Linked DNA regions of Anas platyrhynchos: region 1 is linked to region 2. The links are chromatin contacts, called in public Hi-C maps. All regions are on one chromosome and are shown on one strand. Each heading gives the region's core, a stretch centred on a gene start, on an enhancer-like site or on the middle of the called end of the contact. The rest is flanking DNA. Distances are from core to core; before and after follow the strand shown.

Evidence for each region. Hi-C and Micro-C count contacts between places; a contact is called where the count stands out from the background.
Region 1: a contact with region 2 is called in a Hi-C map of subcutaneous adipose tissue, with 2.7 times the contacts expected there. The contact joins the enhancer-like site here to the promoter of RSPH9 in region 2. A contact is called at or near these places in 2 of 8 Hi-C or Micro-C datasets (skeletal muscle and subcutaneous adipose tissue).

What each region holds. Positions count from the first base shown.
Region 1 is chr3:35,344,143-35,347,516 of IASCAAS_PekinDuck_T2T, reverse strand. No RefSeq gene overlaps it. Among named protein-coding and RNA genes, the nearest start is that of TMEM63B, 16 kb to the left of the region's middle. Within about 2 kb of position 1,751, at least 7 of the 8 cell types and tissues checked have an H3K27ac peak or open chromatin away from gene starts, as enhancers often do. A contact at or near this core is called in subcutaneous adipose tissue, where this site is marked.
Region 2 is chr3:34,900,084-34,903,314 of IASCAAS_PekinDuck_T2T, reverse strand. It overlaps RSPH9 (radial spoke head component 9), which reads right to left and starts at 1,441. Exons shown (of 6, transcript XM_038177023.2): 1 at 1,162-1,441; 2 at 856-1,018. The coding sequence starts at 1,391. LOC140002132 (a long non-coding RNA gene) reads left to right here and starts at 1,573. Exons shown (of 3, transcript XR_011808159.1): 1 at 1,573-3,231.

The DNA of each region.
Region 1 (3,374 bases), core at 502-3,001, 440 kb before region 2:
AGGCTTCCCCGGGCCGGCTGCAAGGCAGGCAGCAGCCGCACGGTGTCAGGCGATGCCGGCCTTATGCGGGCAGCTCTCCCCCAGCGCCCAGCCTTTTTGGAGGAGGCGGCCACGGCCCCGCGTGGCTCCGTGTCCCGCGTGTCCCCCCTGCGCGCATCGCGCTCCCGGCTGGCCCTGGCCGCCAGGGTGACCGCGACACCCCGCTGTCCCGGGGAGGGAAGCTGGGGAAAAGGCAGAGAGCCAGTTTTTTGGGGGTCACCTAGAGCCCTGCGGGTGCGCCTCGCAGCGCGGGGACGATGCTGCGGCTCTTTTCTCTGTGGGGGCCACGGTTTGCGGGCGCTGCGTGGGTCCTGCCCTATTTTTTTGGCGTCCCGCCTGCTGTGCCGAGGTGAGGCGAGGTGTGCTGGGTCTCAGCCTGCGGCTGCACAGCGCAGGAGGACACTGCCCTGCGAGGGGAACAAAGAGGATTCGGCACTCGCTGGCACGGGGAGATGCCAAGCTCAGGGGTCCCCCTGTCACCATGAGGCTGCTGCCGCCAAATGCTTCCCACAACGGAGGCACACACGAGCTGGACCACGAATTGAGCTCAGCCCTGCCTCTCCCAGCCTTTTCCTTCCCAGGGGGGGACCCTTTTTCCCACTGGGTTTTGCTGTCAGAGGCAGGGGAGCCGGGGAGGACCCGTCGGGAGGTGCCGCACGGCGCTGAGCCGTGGCCCAGCCTCGCTCAGGTGCAGCTCTCCGTGCGGCGCCTCACGTAGCGAGACGCTGTCTATCCTCCAGCTATTTACCGCCAGCTCATTTTGCAAACGCTGCACTCACCAGATTTTTTTTTTTTTCTTCTCCCCCTCTCTCCCTCCCTTCCTCTCCCTCTCTTCCCCGCGGAGATGCTCAGACAGTGCTCCCCATTCAGCCCGCAGAGCCGGCGCTCCCACCTGCGCGCACGCCGCACAGGCTGACCCACGTGCGGGGTCGCTCCGCTGGGAAGCTCCAAATTCGCCACCTTCCCCTTCTCCTGCTCCGCTGGCTCCGGGCCCGGGGCGGGGAGCGTGGGTGAACAAAGAGCTCGGTGGGCCTGGGGAGGCTGCTGCGGACCACGGAGCTCACGGAGAGGCAAATTGGCACTGGGGGGATTCTCCATGAGCAGGGGATTTGTCTGGTGGCCAGCTCCCACCCCTGTCCTGGCCAGCACGTGCTACTTCCACCTTTTTCTCAAAGCCTCAGGCCCTGGGCTCGGTACACGAGCCGCTGGGCTTTCACCTCCCTTATCTCCCCATCTCGGGAGAGGACTGGGTGGTTAGCAGGAGGCGCTCGGAATTGCGAGCTGAGGGTTTCCCTGCGGGTTGGAGGCCGGGCAGCTGAGGCAGATGGCTGTCTCCACCACCCCATTGCTCCCAACTGCTTGGTGGGTGGTGGTGTGGCCGTGCTGCCCCATGGAGACCCCCCAGCTCCACCCATGGCAGGCCTGAGGGGCTGGGCGGGTGGATGGATGGATGGATGGATGGATGGGTAGATAGATGGATAGGTGGAGAAATCCCAACTTTGTGCCCTGTGGGATGCCCCTGGCTCTCTGGGGAACACGAGGAGGGGTGGCTGGAGATCCCCTCGGGGCACTGTGGGGATGGGGGTTTGCGGGGAGCGGGCTGGGGTCCGTAGGGGCTGCGGGGTTCCCAGGCTGCCCGCAGGCCGAGCGGGGCGGCCGTCACACGCTACGGTAGATGGCAGTGCCGCCCGGATTTTATGAATGGAGGAAAAAGCAGGAGGAGGAGGAGGAGGAGGGGAGGCAGATGGATGTGGGGAGGTGGTGATGGAGGGAGGGAGGGAGGGAGGGAAGGAAGGAGGGAGAGGGGGGGAATTTGCTGGCTGGGCTCCGGCCTCCACCTCCGTTCCCCCTCGCCCCTGCGCCAGGCGCCCTCCCCCAGCCATTAGCATAGGCCTGCCCGGTTTACATGTCAGGCTGCACGTTGCAGCGGCCGGATCCAGCAGCCAGCAGCGCTGGCAGCCGCCCCGAGTCAGCTGCTTCCCAGCGAGGAGCATGGAGGAGCAGGCAGGCGGCGGGAGGCAGCCCGCGGGCCTCCACTTTAAGGTGTCCTCGCCGAGATGCCACCGTGCCTCTGGCACCTCCTGGCCCGCACCCTTCCACCCTGGGGGGCAGCCCTGGGGTCCCAGCCGGCCCCCCAGGAGCCTCGCTCAAGCTGAGCCCAACCCCAAGGGTTTTGGACCAGGGGACTTCTCGGATGCTCTCCATGCACCCCTCGGGGAGGTTTGGGCAAGGCCATGGGGCACAGTTCTGGGCCCTGCCTCTCCCAGGAACATCCCCCTGCCCTGAAGCTGCTGCCTCAGGCCCTGGAGGTGCTCACAGACCCCATCCTGCTTGCCCCCAGCTCAACCCCAACCAGGGGTCTCCAAGGCATCACCTGGGGCTGTGTGGGCCCATCGCTTCCAGCTGCTGCTGGGATTTGCAGCACATCGCTGGCACAGCTGTGGGATGGATGCGATGGAGGAGCAGAAGCGGCTGCTGCACACAGCCCCGGGTCCTGTCCCCTGTGCGCACAGAACTTGGGAGAACTTCAAGTACAAAAATGCTCAGGGGGAGCTTTGGAGAAGGTCCCAGAGAGCGGCACCTCTCTGGGACAGAAGTGTCACCATCACCTTCCCCTCCAGCCCTTTGCTCTGGCTCCTGGCTGGGGCACATCCCTGGTGCCAGCACAGTGCCGGGGAGCAGGGCCAGGCTGTGGGGTGGGCAAGAGACCCCACAGAAAACCTCAGCATGGCCACGTTCGGGATGGATGAGTCTCCTGTCCCCCAGCACAGCCGGGGTGCCCGGGGGTGGTATCCTGCCTCCTTGGGCACCACGGCTGGTTGTAGGTTGTAGGTCTGCTGGTACCTTCAGCACCGTTTGGGCACGGGTTCCTGCCTGCTGATCCCGCTCCAGCCCACATATTTCCACCTGCCTGACCTAAATTCCACAGCAGTTTCAGCAGGATGCAGCATTTTTCATCACCCCTTGCCCAAACCAGTTGTATGGCCTCGCGGTCTGCAGTGAGGTGTTTCTGCGTGCCGCCCTAAAGGATCCTAAATCCTGTAGGATCCTTTGTGTGGAGTGGGGGCGAGCGGGTGGATTGGGGCACCCCGTGGCACCCCCAGCCTCCCTGGTGGGGAAGGCATCTCCCTGCACCGCTGCTCTGCTCCTGTCTGTCTGTCTGCGGGTCAGCACCTGCATGGGGTGGACATGGAAGGGGTTTTGGGTTTTGGGAAGCAGGGAGCAGGGGAGCACGCGCTGCCCGGCACGTAGCTCGTCCTCGGCTGGTGGCCGTGAGCAGCTGGCCGGTCTGACACGCTGAGCTCATTAGGAACTTGCCGACCCCACAGCTGGGC
Region 2 (3,231 bases), core at 192-2,691:
AAGGCGGGTATATTCCACCTGCTGTGACCAGGGAGATTCTTGAAGGCATGCATTTTGGAAGGAGCATTACCTATGGGTAATACTCCAAGAACTAGAGAACAAACCACAGGAACAGCCTTTCTAGGCTGTAAAATAGGAGATATGGAGTCCCTCTTGTCTCCCATTCTTGCTTCCGTAACTTTTCGGGCATCAGTCAGTGGTGTCCAGGTAAAAGTGTGCTGGTTCTGAAGAAAGAGCTGCCCCCGAGCAGGAAATTTTCCCTGGAGCAGCTGGGACACATGCCAATTATCAGAATTATTATGAATATTCCAGTTACATGAAGACAGGCTGAGGGAGTTGGGGTTGTTCAGACTAGTGAAGAGAAGGCTCTGTGGGCACCTTACAGCAGCTTTCCAGTGCCTAAAGGGGACCTAAAGGAAAGCTGGGGAGGGACTCTGTCAGGGAGTGTAGGGATAGGACAAGGAGTAAGGGCTTTAAACTAAAAGAGGGCAGATTTAAATTGTATATTTGTATAGAATATTTGGATAGAAATTCTTCACTCAGAGGGTGGTGAGGCCCTGGCACAGGCTGCCCAGAGCAGCTGCGGATGCCCCATCCCTGGAGGTGCTCAAGGCCAGGCTGGATGGGGCTTTGGGCAACCTGGTCTGGTGGGAGGTGTCCCTGCCCATGGCAGGGGGCTGGAACCAGGTGGTGTTTACAGTCCCTTCCAACCCCAACCACTCTGTGATTAAACAAGTAGGACCCAGGCTGTTCCTGTGACCCATCAGCTGCCTCTTACACACGAGGAGCCGTCTGTATGGCACGAGGGGTACAACTGCAGCGAAAGGAGCTTGAAAAGCGTTTCGTCGTATTTACCTCCGTACCGTCTTCGAGCAATCTTTCGGCATCTTCCGCGCTGACCTCGGCGTACTCGTACTGAAAACTCGGGTCCCCCTGGAAGCGGCCCTTCAGCCTCTCCGCCTGCTCCCCCACCTCCTTGGCCACCGGCGTCAGCAGGCTCCACTCCACGCAGTCCAAGCTGCCGGCGACAACACACCTTGGCTCTCCCATCCCTCGGGGCTCTGCCCAGACCCCCAAACCCTCCCCGTCGCCCCCCAACACCGTTTATTTTTGGTCTTTGGGACGCCCATCCCGCTCCCTCTCCCACTCCCCCGGGGGCACCTGTAGAGGCGGCTGCGGGGCGCGGCGCGGTCAGCCCCCAGCCCCTGGGCGATGTAGTAGGTGCCGCGCACGCCATGGACGCAGCCCCAGAACCAGACCGCCTCGAAGCGGTAGTCGCGCTTCAGCAGCGGCAGCGAAGCCCCCAGCGCCGCCCGCTTCTCCGGGCTCAGCCCCGCTCCGCCGCCGCCGGCCGCCAGCTCCAGGCCGCCGGGCAGCCCCTCCGCCTCCATGGCCGCCGCGTCGCCGTCGCCGGGCAACCGGGAGGCAATGGCGGCGCCTCGGCAACGGCCGCCATGGCAACGGCGCGGCGGGCCCGGGGGGAAAATGGCGGCCGCGCCCCGCTGGGCTGAGGGGGGAGGTTGAGCGGGCAGGGCCGGGTGTGTCAGGGCCGTGTAAACCTGACCCGTGTGTGGCAAGCAGTGTGTTAAGCGTGCAGCCCCGCGTGGGTGTGTGTCGTCCCTCGGTGTTCCTCAGAGGGCTGAAGCCAAAGGTGTCCCTAAAAAGCTGGGGGACACCCCATGATGGAGGACACCTTGGCTGGGATCCCACCAGCAGCTCCGTTTTCCTCATGTCTTACACAGCCAACACCAAAAATTACCTCAGAATCTCACTGCACAGCATAATTTTACTGACCTTGCCATCTATCTCCTGCACCTCCATAAGTAGATGGCTTTTTTTATTATTATTATTTTTAACCGACACTATTTGGATCACTGTGTGGGGCCCTGTTTTGCTGAATCACACACAGACAGACATTCGTGAAATAGCTCCTGCCCTAAAAATCTTGCAAACCGGCCTAATACAAACGTCAGTAAATAAATAATGAGGTCATCTGGCTGCTTAGACAAATAAAAGTTGTGTTTGATGTCTTAAGGAAGTTTAAAACTTTACACGAACACTACTTAAATATATGTATGTGCACGTATATTTAAATCCATAGTTACATCATAAATTCTTGTATTTCTTTTTTCATCTATTTCCTGTTCACACCTAAGGAAAACACTGATTAAGGGTTGCTGCCTTTAACACTGTCACCTGCTTGTCTGTCAAGTGAGATGTTCAGTGAGCTGTACAACATGCAGTCAGATCCATTAGTTTTACCTAAATCTCACAAAAATGAACTTGGATTCTTGCAGATTAACCCCCTCTCTTTTAACGTGAATCATGCAGAACATGCAGGAGGGGCCACAAAATTGTGTCCACACTGTCATCTACCATTGTGCCTTAGCCTGATTTTCCCTACAGGAACAGGCGTTTTCAGGCTTCGTAAACTTGTATAATGACCAATGTCGCTAGAACCATTTCTTGCACTAATATTTTATGATATGGCTGGCTGGCCAGTGAACATGAGAACTGCAAGCCATACTCGTTTCATATGAGTCAGAGAGGCAACCTGAGACCGTAATGAATTTCTGCCACTGTCAGCCACAACTGGATTCAAACCAGATGCTAGCAGCTGAGCAGCTCTTTAGCCTGTTAGGGATCTTCTAAGCCACCCAGTCTCCAATCTTTGCTTGCCCTGACTGAAGATTATCAGAAAGGAAATCTGTAGCTTAAGGAAATTCTTCCTGGTTCAGCAAAGCCTGGTGGGCAACTGTACTCTGCCTTGCTTTGTCTTGACCCCAATTACTAAACACTGATAAGCATCGGGAAATAAGTGGTTGTATTATTTAACAAATGAAAGGTCAAAAGCACTGCTATTCAGCAAGGTCAGAGGTTACCATCACTGTTATTAAACAGTTTGAAAGCAGTTTCTCCCATCAGTTGCCATCGCAGGCTCAAACAAGCAGCTTAGCAGTCGGGCAGCCAGGAGGGAAGAAGATAGGCACCGGGCATCATTCAGCAGGGCTCGGGGCAGGCAGCTTTCCTCAGGGACCTCCTTCAGGGAGGGAAGGTGCTGTGCTCCAGCGGTGCACAGCAATCTCCCATCGGGGCACTGAGCTCTCCTGCCTTTGGCCAAACCTGACATGTAGCCATGTGCCAAACTGCTTCAGCTCCTCCCTTTTCCACTCCACAGCACGGTCGACCTGGTAGAGTTGGTGTCAACTTTTGGGTGAGAAATCAAACTCA